Linked DNA regions of Dromaius novaehollandiae: region 1 is linked to region 2. The links are chromatin contacts, called in public Hi-C maps. All regions are on one chromosome and are shown on one strand. The core of a region is the stretch at or near the end of the contact, and the rest is flanking DNA. Distances in the headings are between cores, read along the strand shown. Region 1 overlaps FRMD4A (FERM domain containing 4A). Region 2 overlaps FRMD4A (FERM domain containing 4A).

What was found. A called contact is a pair of places that touch in the nucleus more often than the background predicts.
Region 1: a Hi-C map of ovary shows a contact between it and region 2, with 4 times the contacts expected there. The contact joins two enhancer-like sites. A contact is called at or near these places in 2 of 4 Hi-C or Micro-C datasets (brain and ovary).

Annotation. Positions count from the first base shown.
Region 1 is chr1:4,466,546-4,474,344 of bDroNov1.hap1, forward strand. All of the region lies in intron 1 of FRMD4A (FERM domain containing 4A), which reads right to left. Among named protein-coding and RNA genes, the nearest start is that of FRMD4A, 44 kb to the right of the region's middle. Within about 2 kb of position 1,921, at least 2 of the 2 cell types and tissues checked have open chromatin away from gene starts, as enhancers often do.
Region 2 is chr1:4,382,169-4,389,766 of bDroNov1.hap1, forward strand. The region is part of intron 1 of FRMD4A (FERM domain containing 4A); the gene reads right to left. Among named protein-coding and RNA genes, the nearest start is that of FRMD4A, 130 kb to the right of the region's middle. Within about 2 kb of position 1,748, at least 1 of the 2 cell types and tissues checked has open chromatin away from gene starts, as enhancers often do.

The DNA of each region.
Region 1 (7,799 bases), core at 671-3,170, 85 kb after region 2:
GCTGTGTGCTTTGTGACCAAGCTACGCCAGGTCAGTTACTGGACAGTGTGTGTGTGGGTCCCTTAAAATGCACATGTCTTTAGACCTGTGCTTACTCTCACAGGGATGACAGCTTTGTTTTTGCAGGCAGTGGACTAAGTCCATCCACTCATTTTATATTTATTTTACCAAGCAGACAGAAATTCACTGTCCAGTTTTACTGATTCACTGCTTTTGCTTTGTCCGTGCAGGCAGATGGACCAGGTTCACAGCTACCTCATGTCCCCAGGATAACCACAACCAGCTTTCTTGTCTGCATCTGTTTGGCTGCTAGAGACTCAGGACTTAGCCTGGCGACCCAAATAGCGGAAGCCTCTCATTTTCTTATCAGTCTCTTTGAACCTCAGGGCTATTTTACAGCCATGAACTCAGGAATGGGGTTAAAAAGGCAGGCACAAGAGCACAGACACATAAATATTAGGGTTACATATAAATTATTTGGTCAGTGGTGATGGTGGAAAGTCTGTCAGAGACTATGAGGTTAGCCTGACTCCTTGGCTGTGGGATGAAATGAGTTGGCAGGTAAGCTGGCCCAGACCAGCCAGCAGTGGGTCTTGGGGAGCTACCACCATTTACCACCTGCAAATTATTTAGGGTGCTCCTCTTTTCTTAGCTCCTGAGATCCACAATACATGTCCAGTGGCTCTGAATCCAGTGGCATTTCTAGCATGTGGTTAAGGAAGGCTCACCATTTGGTTCTGCCTGAGAACATGAGACAGCATGTCTACAACATGTTTGCTGTCAAGAAAAGAGTCCTCAGCATGTGATTTCTTTAACCAGAAATCTCATGGAAAACATTTTCTTATGGAAAATATCCAAACCCTACAGGAGAAAGAAGTGCTGCAGAAAATCCATGACTAGAGAAAAAACAGTCCAGGCGGCCTTTGTTTAGATAAGAGATTGGACAAAATGCTCAGGATGGTCCCCGTTGGTATGAAGCTGGATTGACTGGACCAGTCTGGAGTGAAAGGGTAACGCACACAGACATGGAGCAGCTATAGTCAAGCTTAAGAGCATCAGGCGGTACTGTCTGTTGCTTGCAAAACAACTTCCCTCCAAACTGGCAGTTTAACAACACCATGGCCTTGTGTTCATCAGGTGCAGGAGCAATACACAGAATGGTCTTTGAAGAGCCACAGCAGCTGCAACAGCTTCCTGCTAAATTAAAGGAAAATACTTAAAGCTCCTGTGTGCTGCTGAAGTGTGCACACAGCTATGAGTTTTACAGAGCTCAAAATCCCCGCACTGATTTCATGTATTCATTTAAAAGCTTTAGGGGGCACAAGCCATGGTTTAACAGCAGGAACACAAAGAACCTCTTCTTTGGGAGCAGAGAGTTTTCTTTACTGTGTGAGGGAAACAATGCCAATACACCACTCATTTGAGCTCTTCCCCTACTGAGACACAGGATTACTTTGCAGCAGTCTGCTAAATGCTCAGCCTTAAGGTAAAGTGAAGTAGTCAACGCATTTAAGGTAGTATAATAGACTCAGATAAAATAGCCTCCTTCCCGCACCCAGATGGCATTCATTTGTGCCTAGCATCAACACACAGTTGAGTTTGTATCCTAAGAGAATTCCCACTTTATTTTTTCCCTCTTGATGGGAATAGCAGGGAGGCTAATTAAACCCCTTGAACTACTGCTGTTATTCAGCATTCCTTCCCCATAATATAAGCAATGTTATGTCACATTTGAGTGCAGGAGCTCTTGTTCCCTATCAAGACCTGCCTTGCACCTTTGCCTCTGTGCTCAAAGCATTTCATGCAGCAAATGCGATATATTTCCTTACAGGAACACCCAAACAGATTGATCAAAGTTCTCTGCTAAACCACAGCAGAAAACAACCCTCAGTCTCCGAGCAAAATGTGCAAGCCAGACCTATTACCACTGTGCAAGAATTTGGAGAAACAGCACGACCTAGTGTTTCCTCTGCTTCTCACTGGCTCTTGAAGATAAACAGTTCCTGGGCATGTCATTCCAAATGCTACCCCCACCGAGTTCCCATGAAAACAGAATTTCTATCTGTTACTCCTGTTTCTTTTCTTCTCCCTGCTGAAAGTCTTCCACTACAGGTTTATAGTGGAATCTACCTTTGGCACACCTTGCTGCTTTGTCCAAACAAGGAGGATCTTACATAATCCTATACAGGATGAATAGTTTCAAAAGCAGCATGGGCTTGGGAAGAAGTCTTCTTCACACTCACACTGCAAGTGTGACTGTTTTGATAGATATTCCTTTCCCTCTATGAACTTGGTAGGAGTTGTCTGTGAACACCACTGATCACAGAAGGCCCAGGGAAATGGGAAGGTACCAGCATTCTCTGTCCTCTGTGCACCCAATTTGTGACTACCATGCGTTTTGATACTGCCAGTCCTGATCCTAAATGTAGTACCATGCATATCACTACCCAACAAATAAAATGTATCCATACAATGGCTTCTCAAGCAAGCCAGTTTAGCTTCACATCTATGCTCACTATGGCAGGATTTCCCACAGTTTCCTACTCTCAACATATCCCACAGAGAAAAGCTCCACCATGAGCTCCTCCTGTGAACAAACAAGGCAGAGTAACTTCTGGGACTCTGTCTGCTCTCTTCTTCCATCACCAGCAGGAGACAATATGCCCAGAGGAAACCTGTCCAGAGGGTTGCTTGAAGGTTAGCTGCTGACTGCTGCTTTCAAGCAGAGCCTATGACATGCATTCATTTTTGATGAGCCCTGTTATCCATCCACTGTCAGAGGAGATCTGTCCTTCTCAAGGCATGTCACCGTACTGGAAAAGCCCATCAGTTCATCTACTAGCAGCTAGAGGGCTAGTGTCCTTTGAGAGAAAGGCACTGGAGCTGCACAGCAGCCCTAGCTGTGCAATACTGTCCTATGGAATAGCATTTCTTCCAGGGCTGATCAGCTTATTCCCTGGAGCTTGAAGTTTGCCTCTGAGATTTTTGTCTGTGTAATTACATATATTACTGCTATCCTGGTAACTGCAACAACAGAGGATGTTCTTTCCACATGCTCCTCAAACATCTGATCTGATGCACCATCAGACCGAAGCCAGACCGCTCTCCAGGCAGATTGTGCTGCAGATCCTCACGGTTGTGGAGGGCTGACTGTCTTGTCTGCTGTTTGAAGAAGGAGCAAAGAACAGTGGAGCTGTTCTTTGGGTAAGACTCCCAAAAGCATCCTGCAGGGCCAAAGGTTTGGAAAAGGCCATCGCTGCTACACCCTGTATTACACAGCACGGTATGAGAGTCTTGTGTGACAAGGCTGAGTTATCCATGCTTGAGCTCCCAGCTGCTAGTCCTCTAGAAGGGATGTTAACCCAGCTTTACATTGGCAAGAGCTTATCTCTTCTCTGTTGTATAAACACAAAACCAAATAACCAAACCTCAAAGCAAGATTCAGCTTGCCTAACCTTTAATCCAGACTGAAAACAAGGGCACCCTGACAGCTCCACCACCACAGAGCCCCACATGTCAAGGAGAGATCTGACTCAGCCACAAAACTGGATGAACGGACGGCCTGGCAACAGATAAAAAGCTGACTCCTTATCTATCATCCTCTCCATCTGGGAATCTCTCTCCATGCCTTCCCAGCCCTAATTACTTTTACTGCTTGATCTCAAGAGGTGTTCATGGCATGACCCATATCCAAGCAAGCCTGCTGTATCTTGCTCTCTCACTGGCAGTTGGCTTTTCAGCCAGTTTGTTACCAACTTCACGTGTGAATCAGCTAATTGCTCTTGTGATCCCAGGGTATTAGTCCTGTTTTTGTCATCACAAGCCTTTGGACATACCAATTTTCAGGGAGTTAGTTATATGCAAAGCAGAAAAGACATCATCTATGCCTTTAATGCTTTCCCCTGGTCTCTCATTTCCCTGGGGACAACTGTCAGGGTGTCCTTATAGAGAAATCAGCAATTCAATTTCACTTTTTTGAGGGGCTTTAATTTCAGATACTTATTCCTGTTTGATCATGGCTGGCTGGAACTCACAGATAAATAATGAAATTCTCCCACTTTCGGATGCCAACGGCTCCCTAAAGCAAAAGCAGACAGCACTGTTTTGCCTACCCTACCATTATTTTATATGCTCTTTCTTTTCTAACCTGTCAGTCTTGAGGTCTGTTTCTGTGAAATACAGACTTAATGCTATTTTATTTGTAAATTCACCAGATCTGACTTGGCTTGGCTTTAAGTTCATACTGAAATCCTACTGACGAACTTCAACATAAGAAAAGGGTAAGTCTAGGAGGCAACTTGAACCTGGTTCCAAACACCCTTCCTGTAGAAGAGACTTCCAGGAGCAGATATTTCCTCACACAGATGATGTAGGAATGGGACTGGGGGGTCAGTGTCATGTTGCAGAGCAGATTAGGTGGTCACAAAGATCCCTTCTGAGCACACTATCTATAGTAAATCAACATGGTATATTAAATACCTATAAACCAGCTGCATTTTGCCTCCAGTCCAGACTTCTCACAAGCATGCGGTTTAGCCATCTCATATAAACACATCCTTCAGGGACTGTAACCTGCAAATTTTGTCGCTGTGTACCCCAGTCACTCTTGCAGTGCCATCACCCAGCCACTGCTGAGCCAAGCAGGTGACCTTCAAGTCTTGCATGGGTCCTGACGTGTGCAGGAAGGGCTGAGGGTGTGGGGTGGTGGACCTAGAGGGGTATTGCCTGGTGTGAAGCCCTTGGAGCCTGCAGCGCGGAGGCAGAGGGGACGCCCTGTTGAGCATGCTTTCTGGCCTGTGCTCTGCCACGCAAGGGAAGCTCCTCTCAGGCATCCAGGAACAAGCCCCACCTAAAAGCTGAGTTGAATTAGGGCCTCGATACTAGAGAGCAGAGCAAGTTAATTAATTACTACTCTTAACAGTAAATCTGTAACTGAATTCAAAATTATAAGGTGGCTAATTTATTTCATGTGCAGATTGTATCTATTTTAATGAGATCCAAAAATAGCGATTTAACGTGGTGGCATTAAGCAATGACGTTGCACAGGGTCTTTTTCCATGTGAATTTTTCCATGGTGTTTAATATGGTTATTTATTCCTAGAGATAAAGGATCTCTTTCTATGTCACAGGCACTGAAAGGTCCCGTGGGCTGAATCTTGCCTGACTGGATAGTCAAGGACTTGCATTGCTCTTCGTGGTTGTTCTGATTCAGGCCCTAATCCTGTGTGGCTAGGGACAGGGATGGTCTCCAGGTGGAGAAGTACATTTAGGGTGTGAGGCTCTATCATGAGTTTTCATGCTCCTTAACATATCACGTCCCTGCCTCAATTCCCTGTCCAATGTCCGAGATTACAAAACCCACAACTTTGCCACCTGGAGCCCTCCTCTGAGGCAGTGATACACCACACAGCAGTGAGAATCTGCAGAAGTTTGGCCTAGTGCTTACTGATGTAAGGTCTCCCATTAACATTGCTGCCCTGCACTTTATACAAGGGGTCACAGAGATATGTTTAGCCTCGGGGACAAAGCCACTGCAGCCAGGACCGGCTAGAGAAGACCGAGGCAGAGGAGGGTGAGTGGGAGCCTCTGAGGCTGAGCAGTTGGGAGGTTGCTTCTGGGTCTCTTGGTGGAGGCTCCCAGCTGGTTCTGCCTCCAGGAGGTTGAAGCAACCCTTCTGTATTCGAAAGGGTGGCTGTTGGCAAAGGGACTGCTGGAGATCTCCTTGGGCCGGGGGAAAGGATGCTGTGAGTGCACAGACCGTCTGACATTGCTCTATCAGGAGGTGTCTGGGGATTCCCGGATGGGCAATCCCCAAGCAGCTTCGTTAATATAATCAAGGCCAGTATTTACTTAGTGCTCATCCAGTCATTGCAAAGGGACTGATTACACGCTGCTCTCTTGGGGCACTATTTCAGTCGGGGACTTGACTGGTGAGTATAAATAGTGTGACAGCTGCACCAAGGAGGTATTCCTATGTGACGGAGAAGTTAAAGCCCATGTCGAGGCCTCACTAATTGCTCAAATTATTGCTACTGTTAACAGGGCAGCAAATTATGTCAGAAAGCCTTTTAGAAGTTACACGACTTCTAGCTACTAATGATATACACTCCTGGATTAATGCTGACAAACAATTATATAAGGGGGCCGCATTAATAAAATCTGAATGCTGGAAATAAACGTCAAATTAAAAGCAAACAACACCTGAAATATTGACTTTGGCAAAATAAAGTGATACTAAGAGAAAGAAGAAAATGTTATGGAGAGAAGATTGAGAGCACAGTCTTGCTCAGGGTAGGTTTTACCCAGCACTTTGGAATCAGAGCTCAGCCCTGGTGAAGTTCTGGTCTGCACTGAGGGTAACCGAGGAAGTCAGAGACAGTAACAGAAATTGGGTCTGTCAAACCCTAGTTCTTCTTTTTCCATTGGTCAGTCACCGGCTTCTCTGAGTTAAAACAATGATGAATTCAGCCCGGTGTGCCCACTGTAGATACAGAAGGCCTGGCTGACCTCTCATTTACAGTAGTAAATAGCAGGACTAGCTTAGTAAAATAACTGACTTACACTGGTTTTACACTGAGACAATTAGGTCCGACCCAGATGGAGACCCAGCTCCACTTTTGCAGCTTCCCACCTCTTAAAGCTGGAAGGACTGAGTCTTCAGGTCTCATCCCAGGATGATCTGAGACATGAACCCTCTCCTTCAATTTCCCATCATTTTAGGTGCCATCAGCCATACAATTCTCCTTTGTCTGTTGTTTTGCTTATCCTCTGCCATTTCTTCTTGCTTGCTCTATCAGAGACATTTAGTACAAAAGATGCCAACATTATCTTCCTTTCCACACATATAAATGATCTTTTACTTACAGATGTCATAGTAAAGACATCAGAGAGTTTGAAGAAACAGCTAAAATGCTTTGCGTTCAATGTACTGTACAAATCACAATCTTACGATGGACCATATCTGGCCTGGTTACCTATATGTGTGTAGTGAATAGAACTAAGCCAACATGGACCATGAAGATGCCCCCTTTGCAAACACTGGAAGCTCCATGATGAGGACAAACAGACCTGCCTCTTCAGTGAAGGCTTGGAGAGGAGATTAAAATAGACTGAACTTTCTGCACATCAGACACAGAAAAAGTCACTTCCCAGTCCAGGTTCCTGAGGGCTTGAGAGGTGCTCCCACACATTACCTCAGTATCACAGTAGGGATAAACAACAGCCTGAACCATTGTATTGCAGTGAATCCTGCTGCAATATCAAGGCCAAAATGCTTCTTTTCCTAAGCAGTGCCTTTGCTGGCATTAATTAGCTGAGATCTCTATTATTTTTTGTTCTGTGCCAACAGGCTTGGGTCTGGACTACCAAATACCATCCTGCACTAAAGAGGTCATGGCCAAAAGTATATGGGGCACATGGGATGCACAAGGGACCCCAGATTCCAGTGGGCCTCTGCTATTTTTGTTATAAATGTGCTTCTTTGAGGGCTTTCTAAGAGGGCTTTTTGCTTTTTAAGAGAGACCTGAGAGTGGATGCTTCTGGTTTTGATTACTCAAAATGTAGGCTCACACTACATAAAATGCAGCTTAGTGCCATGGGCCATACGCTCCCCTCCTCTGCTCAATGATGTCATCACCAGTGGTGATTAATATATTCTCCAGAGAATTTATGAGTATGAAGTCAGAAGTTCACCACAGTGGGATGTGGGAGTTTGCAGGTATTCCTCGGCGTGTGGAGTAGGGTGTTGCTGCCAGTGGATAGACACCAATATGACACTTCTGGATAAGACCCGACTTTTA
Region 2 (7,598 bases), core at 498-2,997:
CTACGCGTATTCCCCGAACCCTGCAGGATCACAATTCCTGGCACACACAACACCCACAGAGCTGGGCTCAGTGCTTCCACCTGCATTGACCAAAATAAATAAACCATCTAAGACAGTGAGCAGTTTCAGGTTTTGAGCTGGTGCAGGTCTTTGCCGCTTCATTGAAGTCCAAGGATTGTGCTGATACACCCCACTGAAAACTGCCCCTTTCTGTTTGCATTTCAGAAGTGGGATCAAGCTCTGCTGCTGTCACTTGCAGAGTGACAGAACTCATGAAACGCAAAATAATCTGGCTGACAACCCCAACTTAGCACGTGGAAAACCTTTAAAGCGTTAAAGGGTAGTGAGGTGTGGAGGAGTAAGGGAGGCACCACATCCCAGCAGTCACCCCGTTTGCACATCTGGGTTAGGCCAGTGAAGCCACTGATGCCTAAATGGGTTGCTTTTATGACCAACTGAGAGAGGTCAGTGCCACTGAAAACTCCCGTAGAGAAATCCAATGGCCTCTGAATTTCTGCCTCCTCCTTAGGCTGGATCCTACCTAGAAATACAATTTCTCATGTCACTAGCATTCTAATTTCCAAGGATATTTGTGTAGACTGTTGCATGCTTTGATGCTTCTTAGCTTTCAAGCAACGTGGAGCGTGCACCCTGACCCTGACTTGCTCCTGAGCCCTGCAAGAGACCTTCCAGCATCAGGACCTGGTTGGTCTCTGGCCCGTTGGCTCTTCACGGCCCTACGTCCAGTGAAGGGACACGTGGAAACGCAAGCAGGATGGCAAGCAGTGTTTCTGGGCTCTAGCAAATCTCAAGGCTACAGATAGTCATTTTGGATAAAATTCAGATAGTATCCAGGACTGACGAGAGTGGGAGAGGCCTGATAACAGGTCAATCTGCTCATATCAACACAACTCTTTACAGGAGCTGATTTCAATAGCAGGTTTCTGAAAATCTTATTTAGGGCTGTACAAAACATCCGGAGGGAAATCTGGAAGTCGTTCCTTTCACGAAAGAAGAAATTCCTTTCACTACAGTTTCTTTTTCCTGCTGATTTCCCCTCACAAAGAAACAAGCAAGCCCAAGCAAATAAACAAGGCAATCCATAGGAAATACCCCATTTCCCTCTCATCCTTTTATTCCCACTAAACAAAATCCTTAAAGTGGTGCGGGACTGAAAGTCACTTGTTGCTTGAAACAAGCAGAAAAGAGATGCTGCCACCCGCTTTGGTGCAAAATCGGCTCTTTTGCTAAACTAGCAGAGATGACTGATTTCTGCATTATCAAGTGACCAGGGATGAAACTGCATAAATTGTGGCGAAGGATTGTAAATGTCATTTTTATGCACTCACTGGCAGAAACAGTGAATAATAATAATAATAATAAAAACAGTTAGAAAAAATGATTCATTTAATTGTACAGTTGAATACCAATGAGTGTGTATGTGAAACCCCAGCATCATTTATTTATTATTTATTGCTGTCACCGTGTCCGCAGAGCTCATTCATTGTGCATGCTGCTTTGGTGTGGACACGGGCTCACGCAGCGGCAGCTCTTTGCTCTTAAAGCAGTGTTGACCGAGGGTGGACCTTGCAAAACGATCCTAATGAGCAGAACTAGAATAATGGTCTGGAGGAAAGGGAGAGGGAAAAAAAAAAAAAAAAGGAAAAAAAGGCCAGATGTAAGGGAATACCTTTTAAATGAGTCCGTTCAGTAGTGAGTGTGGTTACATCACAGCTGAGCGCTGTTTTGCTTGTGTGGCTGTTCATACATCATCGTGCTAACAAGGTGGTGAATAACTATGTGCATGTATATTATAAGATGCTTTCTTCCCACTGAACACTACTTAAATCTATTGAAAAGAGGGATCTAAAAATGAAAATAAACAGTGGAGGTGCTTTGGGAATAGCGGGAAGAGAACAAAACTGAGTGCTGGCAGCAGCGCCGTCCCTCCAAGTCCCTTGACGGGCGACCAGGTTATTGCAAAGGTCCTTTCCTGGACTCCGGCAGTGCCCGCAGACCGACAAGTAAGCTCACGTGGGAAACAAAAGAAGAAAGCAAGCTCTGCATTTACCTCCAATTATCCCGCAATTGCCTGGGCTTGCTCGCACAGCAGTCTGTCCCCTGACCAGCCTGCGCTGCCGCCCAGACCAAAGATCCCCCCCGTGAAACCAAGCAATTTACAGCCGAATCAATGCCCAGCTGGCACACGCAGTGCGAATGAGGGGCTGGGTGCTTATGGCGGGACTGAAACGTTAAATACCTCCGGCATACTCATTTATTTATGACTTCTTCAGCCTACAGTAACTACAAGCAATAATTGGATTGTGCTCAGCATAGCAGGATTGATTTGCTACTTAATAATAAAACCAGGTCCTCTGTTGATAACAGCATCCCTAGAAACGAGGAGGTCTGATGAAAAATGCATTCAAGGCACAATGCTAACTCTGAAAGCTCACGTGGCTCCCCGTGCAGAACAGGACCTCTGCCAGATGCAGATTTCCTACTGGCAACGGTTAAAACACACTCTTTGTGGTCTTCTGGGCCTTCGACAGAATATTTACCAACTTTGGCAGGGCCGTTATTTAGCATTTTGACAAAGCGCAGTGAACACAGCTTATTCTTCTGCAGCTCATGTTTTTCTGAAGGTCGTGGCTAACCCCTAGTACAATCTGCAGTGGCCTCCAGTTGCCTCCGAGTGAAAAGTGGCATTTAGACTTAATTACAGAGCAGCACCATGGAGCCGGACTACCCAAACCCCCTTCTTCATCCGAAGCCAGAAACGCCTAAAGCGACATAAATATCACAAATACAGATGCCTGCTGTGCAGCCCTCTGCAGCAGGCGCTCACGCGGGTGGGCCTGTTTCCCCAGCGTTGTTCCTTGCATCTCCCTGCCAGCTGGGGCTATCGCATGAGATTGGCTGGTTTTTGTGCCCTGCTGCTCCCTCCTTGAACCAAACACCCTGGCTCTACTGGCAGCATTTCGTGAGCCGTGTGCAAGGGTGCCAGCCCACTCCGGAGGCATATACGTAACCAGCCACACATAACCAGCCCTTCCTGGGCTCTGCCTTTTTGGAGCGGACGCGGCACTCTTGCCCTGTGCCCCTTCTGCTCTGCATGACTGTTGCTGGGCTCAACCAACCCTGGCCACTTGCAAGCCGCCAGCCCAGCCCTGCTAGGACGGGCTTTGGAAGAGCAAGGAGGAGCCATCAGCTACTTAACCACAGAGGTCATTAACAAAATCTGCTTCAAGATGCCACCGTCTGTTGAAGGATCGCCTGACTTTAATATACAAATAAGAAAAAAAGCCGAGGGCTTAAGGCTTGCATGCTAAAAAAGACAGGAGTATGATGGGAATGAGAAAATGGCCCACCTCATTGCCTGCCTGTCAGGAGTTTTTACAGAAGCAGCAGCCACCACGCCTGCTGCTGCGGGCAAGAGCAAGGCAGCGTAAGCTCGCCCACCTCGGAAATGCACAGCGTTCCCCTCCGTCCTCCTGTGCCTGCAAAACACCGGAGCAGACTCAACTCCTCAATCATGTAGGATGGGACACATGTCTGGAGCCTTTACACTTGGCTGGACCCCCATTTTAAGGTGTGTAGTATAACAAAATAAAAATACAGCCATTGCGTAGGTAATAACCCATGCTAAAGTTGCTGCTGTGCTCGGTACCAGTGCTGCAGGCTATAGTAGACACGAGGCAGAAGAGAGGCTGTCATAATCACTTTGCAAAAGCATAAGTTTGGAGAGCATTTACACTTCTCTTTCTGTTATGCGTGTTTGAAAAGATTGTCATTGGCTTACAATTATAATTATATGATTATGATTTATTATTATCCACAGACAGCTAAGGGGAAAAAAGGGGTAAAATCAAGAATCCTGCTGAACTTGGTAGATTTTGGTTCAGAGTCCAGTTATGGGCAGCCCAAATATCCCAATGTCTAAGTATGCTGCCACATCTCATGCACAGCGTTTGGTGTCTAATGTTACCCTGGTGTCTTGACCAGCAAGTTTGCAGCAGAACGCCACATGCCTTTAGATGCACAGAGCGTAGGTCTCAGTTGAGCCCAAGTTAAGACTCATGGTCACAGTGACCTTGAGGCAACTAATTATGGGGTGATGTGCCTGTAAATTATAAAGCCCAGCCACTGAGAAACCCACCACTTTTTTCAAGTATTTGAATTGGCATCTTTTCCACTTGGACATGGAACTCAGCTCCTGGCACAAGAAGAAATGTCCTGACTCAGAAACTACCTCCCCCTCCTTAAAATTGCCTAGAGAATAAAATCAAAGTTTGCTGCAAGGAACCTGGTATTTAATTTCTTATTTTATATCACTTTCTGGTACACACACACACACACACACACACACACACACACACATTCACATATATATATATATATTTATATATATGTTTAGGTATCTATTTTAATGTATAGTTGTTCCTCTGGTGATGCACATATTTCAGTTAGGCCCAGAGCCAGTGGCAGCTGTGCTGAAGCTATTCTGCAATACTTCTGCTAAGGCAGTCCCAAAGCTGCTACATGCTTTATAACCATCACAGTTTAATCAGGCCTTGCACATCCAAGATGCCTGGAATTACCCAGCTGTAACAGATCGTGTCTGGGGTGTTTGAAGCTGTGGGGCTGCTCCTTCCCTTCCCTTCCCTCTGAGTAACTGAATAGGAGTAAGTAATGAAAAGCAGGCAGCAATGTGGGAGAAGCCCTTCCTTTGAGTACCACGTGAAGCTTGTAGCCTGGGCTGTTTGGGCCAGCCCTGAAACTCTCTTTGCTCTCCCTTTGCCGTGGCTGGGAGACTCCTAATCTCCTCCCAGGACTTTGGGACCATGTGCTGGGCCTTTTTCTGCATTCAGTTCCCCTGGCGCTGTAGGGCCATCACTGAGGTCCCACAGGATGACACTGGCATCAGGAGCAGGGCATCTGGCCTGCGTTCCCCCTTGGTTACCCCCGAGGGAGCACAGCAGTAACTACTGAGAGGAAAACTCCAGGTTATTCACCGAATGACAGCTTGTCACCAAATAAATAAATAAAGCAGGAGAACCAGGTACTGCCTGTCATCCCTAATGCGAATCTGCCTCTGATGCTGACAGCCCTCATGTTTCACGATTTGCTCAGTCAGTTTGCTTTCCATATGGAATAATTAGCAGCCAGGCTGGACGACTTCCTACCGGCTTTGGTTTGCCGTCTCTCTCTCCCAGGGTTACCCCAGCTCCAATTAGAGGAGTCCCAAGGAGGACCCTCGCACAAGGATGGGTTCCCAGGTGATGCAGGGGTCTTCTGCAGCAGGTCACTGAGCTGGTCACCCCATGTTCCCTCTACAGTCATCAGCACCTCCAAAAAGTGGTTCCCTCCTCTGACCTGAAGATGAGCTGAAAGGAGAGGATCTGAAGTGCTTTCTATCGGGTGCACAGAGAGCTCCAGGTGACCGTCCAGAGCTGTGTGCCGAAGGCCATAGCGCGATGTGCATTTAAGCCAGCCTTACCACTAAAAAGGCAATTCCAGCTCCAGCTGCCTTTTGGGGGATTAAAACGATGCCCAACTCATGACATGGGGAAACATCTCAGTGGGACAAAGTCTCCTGACGCAGCCTGTGAGCTCAGTGGGACCCTCCTGTGTGGCTATCTTCACAGCACAGCTTGGAAAATACATCATGCTTGCTCTGAAAATGAGATTCTCCTGGCCTGTAAAAAGGAGGCTCTTCCATGGGGAACAAGCTGATCTGCATAAATCTCATCTCATCTTGCTGCTTGCACTCCTAATGAGCCTGTTGCTGCGGGGATAGGCTTAGCCTATCCCGATCAACAGCAGCATTTAATGCTGTCTGCATGGTCAGCCACTGGACAAAGGCAGTGTTTTGCTAAGCTGCAGAACTGTTAATAAAAGGCAGTTTTTCAGCAGAGAAAGCAGTCATGCTCTGCAAACTCATGTGTGTTTTGCTAGGTGGTATTGTGCATCATGTCTTTATGCCTTATTGCCTTATTCTGAAAAAGTGGGAAAATGCCTGACAATCTCCTATTTTGACTTTTTAAAAGAAAAAAATCTTTTACCTGCAATTTTTTTTAAAGCTTAAGACAAGCATATAATATAAATACTGTGAAAGTAAAGGCAGTGTGTCTCGATTGCTCCAAATATTTGGTGGTAAATTTTAAAATTTGAGATGTGTAATACCTGGCAGAGCCTAGGCTAAAAACAAAGCAAGACACCCTCTGAGAATGAGCATTTCTGCTGTTTCCATCTCTTTTCTTCCACAGCCTAACCTTGGGAGGGTCAGCGGTATTTCAGGATGACAGCGCTGCCGTAGCTGTGTCATTCCGTTCTTGATCACAAAACATCTCTGTCTCAAGGTGATGCACAGCTTCGTGACACATCGCAGCCACGGACCGCTTAGCCTGGAGGAGCTGGGCAATAGAAACTCCCTTAGTCTGAGCCAAGAGCAGTTTTGTTCTGAAGATCTGAATACTTAGAAATATTTTACCTTTTCTCTATACCTTCCTAGTCTGCGCATGTTATATATTCCTCTTCTCTGTGACTGCTCCATATAGAAGCCGAACTTCTTAAACCCACAGCTACAGAGCTTGATTTTTGAGCTCAGATTGCAAATACAGTTATATTGCTAAGGAGCCCTGTAGCAGTCCTTCGCGCTGGCCACATTGATGGCCATCACAACAGGAATGCCAGCTGCATCGTTACGATACCCTCTGGCAGTGGATCAGCAACTGCAAGAATGTGCAGGATTAGTAATAAATCAACCGCATCCTGTGAACATTGTTGCAGGATGTGATTAATTTTTGCATATGCCAATAATACGGTGAGCCAGATCCTCTGTTAATATAAAGCTGCCTAATTCTTGACTTTAGGATTTGGCTTGGTGTAACGCTCACTTAAGACTCCTAGACAGTTTGCCCATACCAGTGTATTGGCTTCTACGTTCAAGGTCAGAGCCTTAGCTGGTGAAATTAGCAGTTTACCAGAGGGAGAAGTTTGCATTGCAGCAATGGCTAGGGGTTAACAAGAGCTAGTTTGCATGCTAACCACTGCATTTCAGAAAAACATACAAGATTAGTAGACCCAGGGAAAAAATTTCCTAGGATCTTTTCTTTTCATCAGGTTTTGTGGTCTTTTTTTTTAAATAGAAACCTTCAAAAAGAGCTTGATTTAAATGTGGTTCCACTAAAACCCAGCCTGCCACGGTCTGCATGACCACTGTGCATACTATGTTGAGTGTGCATGGGGAACTGCACAATTTAGGGATTTCATTCGGAAACCAAATGTCAGAAACCAAAGATGTCAAAATGTCAGAAATTTCCTCAAAATAGGATGGCCTGTGGTGTCCAACTCTTAAGCACCATTGCTGGAGAAGTCATTAGGATTCCTCACACCTCTGGAGCTTTTGGAGATAATCATAACACCAGTCTCTGTTGGTTTCCTGGGAAAGCAAAGCTGGGAGACTCTTTGCAAAGCAGTAGCATGCAAACGGAGTCTAGACAAAGCCCCTGCACAATGCTCATGCGCAGGAAGCTCCTTTCAGATCTCAAGAGCCACTGTGGGATTATAACCTACAATATATTTCTGAGTAATTG